Linked DNA regions of Mus musculus: all the other regions are linked to region 2. A link is a contact called in public ChIA-PET and Hi-C data. All regions are on one chromosome and are shown on one strand. Each heading gives the region's core, a stretch centred on a gene start, on an enhancer-like site or on the middle of the called end of the contact. The rest is flanking DNA. Distances are from core to core; before and after follow the strand shown.

Region 1 (3,545 bases), core at 1,037-3,536, 710 kb after region 2:
TGAGTTGGGGAACCCCTGCCAGGAGCTCTTGACAAAGACTTGTGTGGAAATGAGCTTGGATCCCTCCCCCTTTCACAGGGGGAGCATCTGCCTTCGCCCAGGAGCAGAACAGAGAGGCCACCCCAGGGCCAAGAGAAAAGTGTCTGGGCATCATTTATTCATGTGTGTACATGTCTGGGGTACACTTGCACGTGCACTCACATATGTGTAGAGGCAAGAGGCTGATGTCAAATGTCTTCCTCAATCACTCCCCTCTTATTTTCCGAGACAGGGTTTCTCACTAAATCTGGTGCTCGCTGATTAGGCTAGAATGGTTTGCCAGCAAATCCCAGGGTTGCCCCCTGTCTCTGCCTTTCCAGCTTTAACATGAGTGCTGCAGATTAGGGTCTTGCAGTCATGTGGCAAGCATTTTACTCCCTGAGCCAGCTCCCCAGCTCCTCATCATCGTTATGTGATGCTTTGGATGAGTGTCCACAAGGCCTTTGCTTGGCTTATTCCTTGGCTTTAATGCCCGCTGATAGTTGTTGCCCTGTATCTTAGTCAGTGTAGGCTGCTGTAACAAAATACCATAGGCCGGGAGGTACAAAAATGCTCATTTTTCGTTCTTCCAGTTGTAGAAGCAGGGATAGTCCAACCCTGAAGGCAGGGCAGAGTCAGTGCCTTGGTGGATGCACTCTTCCTGGGTTGAAGATGGCTGGCCTCTCACTGGCCATGGCCTCTGTTTCAGTTCCTGCCTCCAGGTTCCTGCCTTGAGTTCCTGTCCTGAGGCTTTCTTTAGTGATGGTGTGTGACCTAAGAGTTATAAGCTGAAACAAACCTTTTCCTCTGTCACACTGTTTTTAGTCATGGTGTTTATCACAGCGATAGAAATCCAACTAGTGCCCGCCCCTCAAGAGGCTGACAGCGGGACCTGGGGAGGGGCCTCCTGCCACAGTCAGATGCATGGGAGCTCATCCCAGGCTTGGCTGGGGGCTGGGGCAGTGGGAGGATTACATCTCTGGTATGTGTTAGGACCACACAGGTCTCTATTGGGGCATGAAATATGGTCATGGGAAGGTAAGTGCCCGAAGAAACAGCCGATCTGTTTAAACGCTTTGCTTTTGTTTGAGACGGGACCAGCCCCTCCCCCTTACCCAGTAAGTGAGTCAGAGAGCAAGCTCTGGCCTTTCCCCACTGTACTGACAACCAGCATGCTTCCTACTGTGTGCCAAGGGCCATGCTGGATGCTCTACCTCCAGTGTCTCATTTAATTCTCACTACAGCTTCTGAAAGCCATATCCTCACCAGGGTCACCAACGACCCCAGATGACAGATGGGATCTCCAAGACATAGAGAGAAGTTAAGACCTTCCCACTCTGTAGGCCAGGCTGTCTTGGAGCTCATTATACAACCCAGGCTGGCCTCAAACTGACTGTAATCCTCCTGCCTCAGCCCCTCAAGTACTGAGATGACAGGCGTGAACCATCACATCCAGCTCTTGATTTTGATTTTCTTTTTTTTTTTTTTAAGATTTATTTATTTATTATATGTAAGTACACTGTAGCTGTCTTCAGACACTCCAGAAGAGGGAGTCAGATCTTGTTACAGATGGTTGTGAGCCACCATGTGGTTGCTGGGATTTGAACTCCTGACCTTCAGAAGAGCAGTCGGGTGCTCTTACCCACTGAGCCATCTCTCCAGCCCGATTTTGATTTTCATAAGGAGCTTTCCAGTGAGTCCATGCCTTATCTCAAATTTTACTTGTTAAAAAGAGACACATTCCTGGGTGTGGTGCCATATGCCTTTAAGCCTAGCTCTTGAAAGGCAGAGGCAGGTGGATCTCTAAGAGTGTGAGGCCAGCCTGGTCTAAATATTAAGTTCCAGGACCACTAGGGCTACAGAGGCTCTGTTTTAAAAAGGAGGAGGGAGAAAGAAAGAAAGAAAGAAAGAAAGAGAGAGAGAGAGAGAGAGAGAGAGAGAGGAAGGAAGGAAGGAAGGAAAGAAGGAAGGAAGGAAGGAAGGAAGGAAGGAAGGAAGGGAAGGAAGGAAGAAAGAAAGAAAGAAAGAGACAGAGAGAAACAGAGATCTCTAGCTCAAAGCTTCTTTTCTACAGATATTTACGCATTCTGTCCTCCCTCTCCCCACATGTCGTCTGTCTCCTCCTCATCTCTGTATTTCCTCCCAGGAAGAAAAGATGTTGGGCATCCTGGTAGAGAACCAAGTCCGCAGTGGTGTCTCAGGCATCGTGGGCATGGAAGTGGATGGGCTGCCTTTCCATGACGTTCATGCTGAGATGATCCGGAAGCTGGTGGGTGCCACCACAGTGCACATGTGACCAGCTGTGCTGTTTGTGTGCACAGTCCCTGCCTGATGCCAGCCTTTGTCTAGGTAGGAAGGAGTTCCAGGGGCATTGCTCTACCTGCCCTTCATCCTGGCTTCTTCTGGCCACCCTATGCTCTGTTCTGGGAATCTTTCTGCCTCTCAGTTAAGAGAGAATTCTGGAACAGTTAATTGTAGAGCAGAGCCTAAGGGCAGTGGTGGTGTACACCTTTAATCCCAGCACTCAGGAGGCAAAGGCAGCTGGATTTTTGAGTTTAAGGCCAGCCTGGTCTACAGAGCGAGTTCTAGGGCAACCAAGGCATCACTGTGACCTGGGCTAATCGAGAAAGGGTAGAGAGCCCACACGTGGAGTGTTAGCTGAAACACTGGGGTTCATACTCACCACCACCAGCAAAACAGTTATATCTTTGAAATGCTTTTTTCCCCCATACAGTCATAATTTGCTGTTTGATGGGGTTCTTCCAGCCATGACATCCCACTGTCCCTCACCCCCATTCACCCCTGACATTTCTTACACACACTTTCCATCAGCTCACTCCTACACCTAGCCTGACTCTTTCCCCGTTTTGAGGGGGAAGGAAGCCATATTTACCAGTATTGCCCAAAGGTGAGTCAGACCTCTCCAGAGCTCAGGCAGATGAGCTCGCCCTGATCTTTCACATCCTCCAACCCTAAATTTCTCAACAAAACCAGAAACTGAGCCACTGACCAGGCCCCATTGCACATTTATTCCTGACATCATGGTGACATTTCATGTGGGATCTGAGCCTACTAAATGTTGTTTCATGTCTTTACACATGTGTGTCTGGTATGGTTCTTTAAGGGGCCTTCATTGTGAAAAAGGAACACATGGTATGGATTTTACACTCCAATAAAATATAAGTGTAAAGAGAAAATCTTTAGTATGAACCTCCAGTGTCTGCTATTTGCTATTCTGGCCAGGATTCACACCTGCAGGGTTCACACTTTCAGGGTCCATGCTTGTTCTGTGGAAGACACTAAAAATGGGGCCAGTCCTCCACCCAAGACCTCACAACTCAGCAAATACACCTTGGCTTGGAAGCCTCACGGCCCAGGTCTCTTTGAGTTATCATTTTTGTTCAGTACAAATTCCACACCAGGAACTCTGATAAAGAGGATATCCTGACAATTAAAAAAAAAAATAGATGACTACAATACTATTGACATCGTGGAAAAGCTGCCAACAATCTTATGATTCATGTTTC
Region 2 (3,736 bases), core at 856-3,355:
TCAAAGGACCAAGGTTTGATTTCCAGCATCTACATGGAGGCTCACAACCATCTTAACTCTAATCCCAGGGGATCTGATGCCCAACACGGACCCCCTTAATATCACTGAAATCAAAGATTGGACCCTCCTGATAGGACTTAATATTTGTGCAGCACTCCAAACAAGCTACCCTCAACAACAAAAAGTATATAGCTAGATCTTATCGGCTCTTTAAATCTAATTATCAGTTCCCAGGAAATAATGGGATGGATAAATAAAGGAGCAAGTTACAGGAAGATTTAGCGGGAAACATCTTCAGGATGGATAACCAGCTTCCTCAACAAATATATCACCTGAGAAAATACAAGAGCAGAGAAACTGTTTCATACTCAAGGGGACCTACGGGTACATGCAGAAAATGCAGTGTGCCTGGACATGGGAGCACTTGCCTTTAATCCCAACACTAGGAAGGCAGATCTCTGTGGGTTTCTGGCCAACTCTCTGTCTTAGTCAGGGTCTCTAGTCCTGCACAGACATGACCGAGAAGCAAGCTGGGAAGGAAAGGGTTTATTCAGCTTACACTTCCACACTGCTGTTCATCACCAAGGAAGTCAGGACTGGAACTCAAGCAGGTCAGGAAGCAGGAGCTGATGCAGAGGCCATGGAGGGATGTTTCTTACTGGCTTGCTCAGCTTGCTCTCTTATAGAACTCAAGACTACCAGCCCAGGGATGGCACCACCCACAATGGATCCTCCCACCCTTGATCACTAACTGAGAAAATGCCTTACAGCTGGATCTCATGGAGGCCTTTCCTCAAGGGAGGCTCCATTCTCTGTGATAACTCCAGCTTGTGTCAAGTTGACACACAAAACCAGCCAGTACACCCCCTCTCTCAGAGAGAGAGAGAGAGAGAAGACAGAGAGAAAAGGAAGACAGAGAGAAAGAAGAGAGAGAAAGGAGAGAGAGAGAGAATTCTGACTTCTTTTGGATCCCTATAAGCAAACCAACCGTAAAGAAAGCTGAACAGTAACTCATAGTTAAATAATATATAGTTAATTTTCTTAACTATATTTTGTTTTGGTTTGGTCTTTTTTGAGATTAGGGTCTCTCTATGTTGTGGCCCAGGCTGTCCAAGAATTCACTACGTAGATCAAGCTGAGCTTGAATTCAGAGATCCACCTGCCTCTGCCTCCCAAGTGCTGAAATTAATGGTGTATGCCACCACTGCCAGCCCTTCAACTTGACCGTACACTTTCAGTATTAGATGTATTTTCTGCATTTACCTGCCATGGTTAACTTCATTATAGCTGACACTTGTCTTAGCATTTAAAATACGCACCCAGTTCTCTAATCCCATGCTTCTCTTCCACAGCCCCTTGAAGGTCCCTGAATTCTTATCTATACAAATCATATCCTCTTGAAGACCATTCCAAAATTCTGAACGTTTCATTTTTATGGTTGACTGTGGCTCATCTATGACATTTGTAGCATACTACCTTATACTGATTTGTTGCTGTTGTTACTTAGTTTCGTTCATGCAACAGGTTGCATTATCAATCCTGACACACTTATTGAATACGTCTATATTTTGGGCCTGTGTTTCTAATAAGTGTGCTACAATGAATAGACAGTCTCGGAATTTGTTGACGGTTACAATTTAGTAAGGAAAAATCAGAATTACGCCAACCACAATTGCAAGTATTTTAAGAGGGTTTCTTTTGCAATGGAGTTGTATCATTGCAGCTTCTAGGAGAATGAAGTCCAAAAATACGGTAATGTTAGCGCCAGACATCATCGTAGGCTTAGTTTCCCCTCCGCTTACTTGACCACCGTAGCGCCTGAAAGAGCCTCTGGCCCTACACTTCAGACAAGACCCAGAAGGCTTTGCAGCGCCGCGGAGAACTCTGGGATACAGGTGGATAAACAAAGCAAAGAAAAAAGGCCATGACCCAGGCCCGAAAATCTGCCATTAATTTAATGGATGTCTTTTTCGACTCTTTTGGGGTGCTTACCTTTCCTGAATGCCCCATCACCGGAGGCCTCACTTACGTCCGCAAAAGCCGGGAACAGCGCCATGATCACAGGCCGCACTACCACTCCTGCCTCAGAAATGGCGCCGTCTGGAGAGCTCTGGTTGGAGGACGGTGACTCGCGAGGCACTCTGGGAAATGTAGTTCTTCCTGCACTCTTTAAGGCTTAACTCCTGGGCAAGGCGGTGCGGAGACCCAAAGGGTAGAGAGGGGAGGAGGGAAGAGGGTGAGATTGAGGAAGAACAGTTTCCTTGTAGTTAGTGCCCTCCGGCTTCACTGAACAATGGACAAGCAGGAACCGGAAGAGGAAGTTGGGAGGGGGGAAGGTGTGGAAACTGGAATTCAGCTCCTCTGGTAAAAGCACATTGCCTCCTTTAAACTGGATCAAAGTAATCAAATTCTGTAAGATTCATTTTCCTCCTCTGCAAGATTGTGTGTGTGAGTGTATGTATACGTACACATATACATGTACAAATTGCAATTGTTTCACCCATAAGAAGCATTTAAAAGGTGGCTTTAAACTGGGTGTGGGGGCAAACCCCTTTTAAGTCCCAACACTCAGTGGTAGAGGCAAGTGGATCTCTGTGAGTTCGACACCAGCTGGTCTACATAGTAATTTCCATGAGAGTCAGAACTGTATAGAGACGATGTCTCAAAAAAAGCCAATAAAAAGAAAGAAAAGAAATGAAAAATTAGCTTCTATGTGAGATGTGACAAGTTCCACGGCAAAATGTAAGTGATCCAAATATAAGTTGTCATTTTAAATACCCTAGGAATACAGAAGAGTACAAAGTCCCAATAAGATAAAGGTCTTTGACAATAAATGCATATACTTACCTATAAAGTATTTTTGAGATTCCCCTACCAAAAAAAAAAAAAAGGTTGGGTGCAGGAGCCAATGAAATGGCTTAAATAATAAAGGTACTACCAAGCAAGCATGGATACCTGAGTTTCATCCAGGCTCCACAAAGTTGTCTTCTGACCTCCAAGTGCACAGGGCACCACAATAAAATAAAGTTTAGAAAAAAAAAAAAGCTAAACCCAGAGATGTGACTAATCATCTAAACAAAGGAATGGATGGAAACCTATCCAAGCAGCTCCGTGTACCATGTAAACTGTGTGTACCATGTAAACTGTGTGTGTCCAAAATAAATGTCCAAGTTTTCAGGTCCCTAAAAGTACTTGGAAAAAGGAGGCCAGTAGAATCCACTTGTCTTCAACTGTAAATCTCAAGTTCCGCCAAACCTGACAGGAAGTTATCTCAGTTGATTAAATCAATATCTGCATCAGGGCACGATGATGCTCACCTTTAATCTCAGCACTCTGGAGTCAGAGGCACTGGCACTCACTCTGTGAGTTTGAGGCCAGTCTGATCAACAAAGCAAGTTTCAGGACAGCCAGGGCTACACTGAGAAATCCTGTCTGTCTTAGTTAGGGTTTTACTGCTTTGAACAGACACCATGACCAAAGCAAGTCTTATAAAAAACAACATTTAATTGGGGCTGGCTTACAGGTTTAGAGGTTCAGTCCATTATCATCAAGGTGAGAGCATGGCAGTATCCAGGCAGGCATGGCACAGGAGGAGCTGAGAGTTCTATGCCTTCATCCAAAGGCTGCTAGTGGAAGACTGACTTCCAGCAACTAGGGTGAGGATCTTATGCCCACACCCACAGTGACACACCCATTCCAACCAGGTCAAACCTATTCCAACAAGGCCACACCTTCA
Region 3 (3,704 bases), core at 727-3,226, 780 kb before region 2:
GCCTAGGCTCACTCACAGGTACCAGAGGCTGTTCTCCCCCTACACCCCCTTCCAGCCTGCACCTCCGGGGTGCCCCACCTGTGCCTGGCCAACCTTAAATAGATTTCAAAAGTTTCTGTTTCAAGTATAAAAAGCGGTGTATTGGGAAGGCAGTGGAATTTTCCATGAAGGCTACACCTTCCCACCATCTTGCCAGCATCAAAAGCATTTAGATGGGCAGGACTTATATGGCAGAGCAAACCATAAGGGTGGGCATGACGAGTACTGCAGGACAAGGCCCGTGGGCTCCATCCCCAGCACCACAGGAAGCCTAACAAGGATATGGATTAACATCAGTACTTCTTCCGAAAGAAGCAAACCCTGGCCTTTTCAGGTGTGCTAGCCTCCCATTATTCACTGCTGAGAGCTAGCCTGCAGCTGAAATGGAAAGAAACCCTCTGCAGCTTGACAAGGTCTGAAAGCAATCTGTTGGTAGTGTGCTGAGGAAGAGGCTTTTGCACTGAGAGAGGCTTGGCTCTTCACAGTTGGGAGTGCGGGGGATGCTGATGGAGAGAAGAAAAACGTTTCCCAGGGGCATTGTGAGACCCCCACGAGGAACATCAGAATCTTCCTAGGAAGTCAATGCCAGACCCTTGAAGAGTCAGAAAAGCAATGAGGAGAGAGAGACAGGACACAGATAATTAAAATAATCAACAAAGGGCTTTCTGGAGTTTCACTAGCTAAGAGGTTCTGTAGGTAGAGTCCATAGGACAGGGAAGCCTGTAAGCAGCTCTCACACCGTGTTAGGTAGCTAGACAGGCATTAGCAGGCTTGGAGGCCTTTGGGGACAGACACTTAAAATGGGCTCTGGCATCTACTTCCCTATTCCCATACCCAGCATAGAACGGGAGGCATCAACTTTGCCCCCGACCTTTCGGGATCTACTATATACTATAGGAAAAGGTAGAGGCTCGGAGGTTTTGCTGAGGCTCATTAAGGCAAAGCTACTCACTTCCTCCAGGTCCAAAGGACAGAATGGGAGCTTTGCATCTCTGCCTGGATGGAAACAAGACATTCTACGCTGTCCCAACCACTACATACTCTATCAACTCCTTTAAGAGGTAATCCAACTGGGCCTGTCAATCACCTGTACAGGAGACCACCCCTCGGGAAAGCTGATTCACCGGAAGACATGCTATGGAGCTGGGAAGAATAATTACTCCCCTAATGAGATAATGTACTTGTGCCCCAGAAGCCCCTCCCCCAGAGTAGTCGCCAGCACTACCATCATTACCAAGTCTGACTGCTCTTCTGAGTTCTAATTGAAAGAGCGGCTCTTTCTGTCCCTTCTTTGGAAATGTGCCTTGCCCTGACAGTCTGGATATTGTCCTCCTTTCTCTGTTGAAGCCCCTCTTCCCCCTTGTAAGCCACCTGCCAACGTCCACTGCTGACCCTCCTACTCTCTTGGACCCCAACTCAAAACGCATGGCTCCTGCTTTCCCTCTCCTCCATCTTCCGTCTCACAGCAGCCAGCAGGAAGCACGACTCGCCTGCCCTGTTCTTTTTTTTTTTTTTTTTTTTTTTTTTTTTGGTTTTTCAAGACAGGGTTTCTCTGTGTAGTCCTGGCTGTCCTGGAACTAACTCTGTAGACCAGGCTGGCCTTGAACTCAGAAATCCGCCTGCCTCTGCCTCCCAAGTGCTGGGATTAAAGGCGTGCGCCACCACTGCCCAGCTGCCCTGTTCTTTTTCTCTCAAACTATAAGGAAACCATCCTAGAGCTTCCTTCTGAATCGTGGTTTTTAAAGTCCCACCCACTAGGGATTGAACCGAGGGCTTTTTTTTTTTAAACTCCTGGTCAGCTCCCTCCCACAATCCTCCTCCCTCCCCCTCCCCCTCCCCTTCTCTTCTCCTCTGGGAGGGTGGGGGTCCCCTGGGTATTCCCCTGGGTATCCCCCAACCCTCGCACTTCAAGTCTCTGTGAGGTTAGGCACTTCCTCTCCCACTGAGGTCAGACAAGGCAGCCCAGCTAGAAGAACCCATGTGCAGGGCTTTTGGGGCAGCCCCTCTCCAGCAGTTCAGAATCCACATTTAGAACAAGTCACACATCTGCTGCACATGAGCGGAAAGGCCTAGGCCCAGCCTGTTAGGCTCTCTGGTTGGTGGTTCAGACACTGACAGCCCCCAAGGGCCCAGGTGAGTTGACTCTGTTGATCTTCCTGTGGAGTTCCTCTCCCCTTTGGGACCCACAATCCTTTAACCCCCGTGGAGCAATAAAGGCATCAACCCACCCACAAAACTTTCAACCCAAAATTTATCCTGTCGACAAGTAATACAGGCATGGGAAACCAATAACCAGCCCAACTTGAGACCCATCATTAACGATACCCTGTTATGCTTGCAGACAGGAGCATGTTGTCCTCTGAGAGGCTCCACCCAGCAGCTGACTCAGACAGATACAGACACCCACAGCCAAACAGTGGATGGAGCTCGGGATTCAGACGAAACCTAGAGCTTTAAGCATGGTCGTCAAGTGCTCTACCTCCGAACTACAACCCCCAGTGGTTAAATTATTTTACTGAGGCTAACAACGTACAAAAAAGGTATACAGCAGCTTCGCTGTAATAACAATACAATTGCTTTTTTATCTTTCTATATTTAGTTGTAGACTTCAAAATGGAAAGCTGGGGGCTTTATCAAGTTTGCTGAATGAATAAATGAATGAATGAGTGACTGGGCAAGTAAGCAAACAATAACTAGCTTATTTAAGAGGACAAGAAACATCTCTCTCTCATGCAGGCAGACCAAGAAAGAGCCTATCTGGAAGGAACAGATGGACAGGATCAGCCTGGAGCACAGCTAAAGGGAGCACAGTGATTTCGGGAGGACCACCGAGGATGCTAACTTGACAATTCCACCAGACGGCAGGATCCATGGCTCAGCAGGTAAGAGCACTGGCTGTGCTTCCAGAAGACCCAGGTTTGATTCCCAGCACCCACATGGTGGCGCAACACTGTCTGTAACTCAAGTTCCAAGAGGTCCCGAACCATCTTCCGACCAGCAGCAGACAAGCACGTGGTACACAGACACGCATGCAGGCAAAACACTAGACATATAAAATAATGATACTTTTTAATAGAAGGGAAAAAATGAAAAGATTCCCGTTAGATAGCTAGAAAGGGGTTAGTAGCCTTGGAAGCAAATGAACAGAGATCCCTCCTTTACATTCTGCTTGGACCTCACCTCCTATTGCCCTGGTAACATCCAGAAAGGAAAACACTGAAACTGTCCTGTCTTAGGCCTCCTGACCAAAAGAATGAAATACTATGGCCCTGGGTGGAGACATGACATTCGGGAGTGGGGGTGGGGGTGTCTTTTTTGTTTTTTTGGTTTTTTTTTTCCGAGACAGGGTTTCTCTGTGTAGCCCTGGCTTACTTTGTAGACTAGGCTGGCCTCTAACTCAGAAATCCACCTGCCTCTGCCTCCCGAGTGCTGGGATTAAAGGCGTGCGCCACCACGCCCGGCTGAGACATGACATTCTGATCTGCTCCAAGGACTAGAACACTATACACTATCACCCCCTCTTGACTTAGTTTGTTTTCTATTGCTGTGAGGAAACAATAGGACCAAAGCAACTTGTAAGAGGTAAGAGCGTATTGTATTGGACTTACAGGTTGAAGTTCATCATCAAGGAAAGTCCAGGCAGGACCGGAGGAGTGTTGCTTACT

What was found. Hi-C and Micro-C count contacts between places; a contact is called where the count stands out from the background. ChIA-PET counts read pairs in DNA pulled down with a chosen protein or histone mark.
Region 1: a contact with region 2 is called in an RNA polymerase II ChIA-PET map of memory CD8 T cells, with 9 read pairs. The contact joins the enhancer-like site here to the promoter of Nrde2 in region 2. A contact is called at or near these places in 2 of 39 promoter capture datasets (embryonic stem cells and hippocampal neurons) and 5 of 115 datasets of contacts at active chromatin or transcription factors (embryonic basal ganglia, embryonic forebrain, embryonic stem cells and 2 more).
Region 3: a contact with region 2 is called in a Hi-C map of B cells, with 12 read pairs. The contact joins the enhancer-like site here to the promoter of Nrde2 in region 2. A contact is called at or near these places in 4 of 39 promoter capture datasets (hippocampal neurons, liver, neutrophils and 1 more), 1 of 484 Hi-C or Micro-C datasets (B cells) and 1 of 115 datasets of contacts at active chromatin or transcription factors (microglia).

Annotation. Positions count from the first base shown.
Region 1 is chr12:100,869,140-100,872,684 of GRCm38.p6, forward strand. It overlaps Dglucy (D-glutamate cyclase), which reads left to right. Exons shown (of 13, transcript NM_145448.5): 13 at 2,165-3,471. The coding sequence ends at 2,314. Among named protein-coding and RNA genes, the nearest start is that of Gm36572, 23 kb to the right of the region's middle. Within about 2 kb of position 2,287, at least 12 of the 459 cell types and tissues checked have an H3K27ac peak or open chromatin away from gene starts, as enhancers often do. A contact at or near this core is called in memory CD8 T cells, where this site is marked.
Region 2 is chr12:100,157,548-100,161,283 of GRCm38.p6, forward strand. Nrde2 (nrde-2 necessary for RNA interference, domain containing) reads right to left here and starts at 2,106. Exons shown (of 14, transcript NM_001290303.1): 1 at 1,993-2,106. The coding sequence starts at 2,056.
Region 3 is chr12:99,379,100-99,382,803 of GRCm38.p6, forward strand. All of the region lies in intron 2 of Foxn3 (forkhead box N3), which reads right to left. Among named protein-coding and RNA genes, the nearest start is that of Gm51999, 11 kb to the right of the region's middle. Within about 2 kb of position 1,977, at least 49 of the 459 cell types and tissues checked have an H3K27ac peak or open chromatin away from gene starts, as enhancers often do. A contact at or near this core is called in B cells, where this site is marked.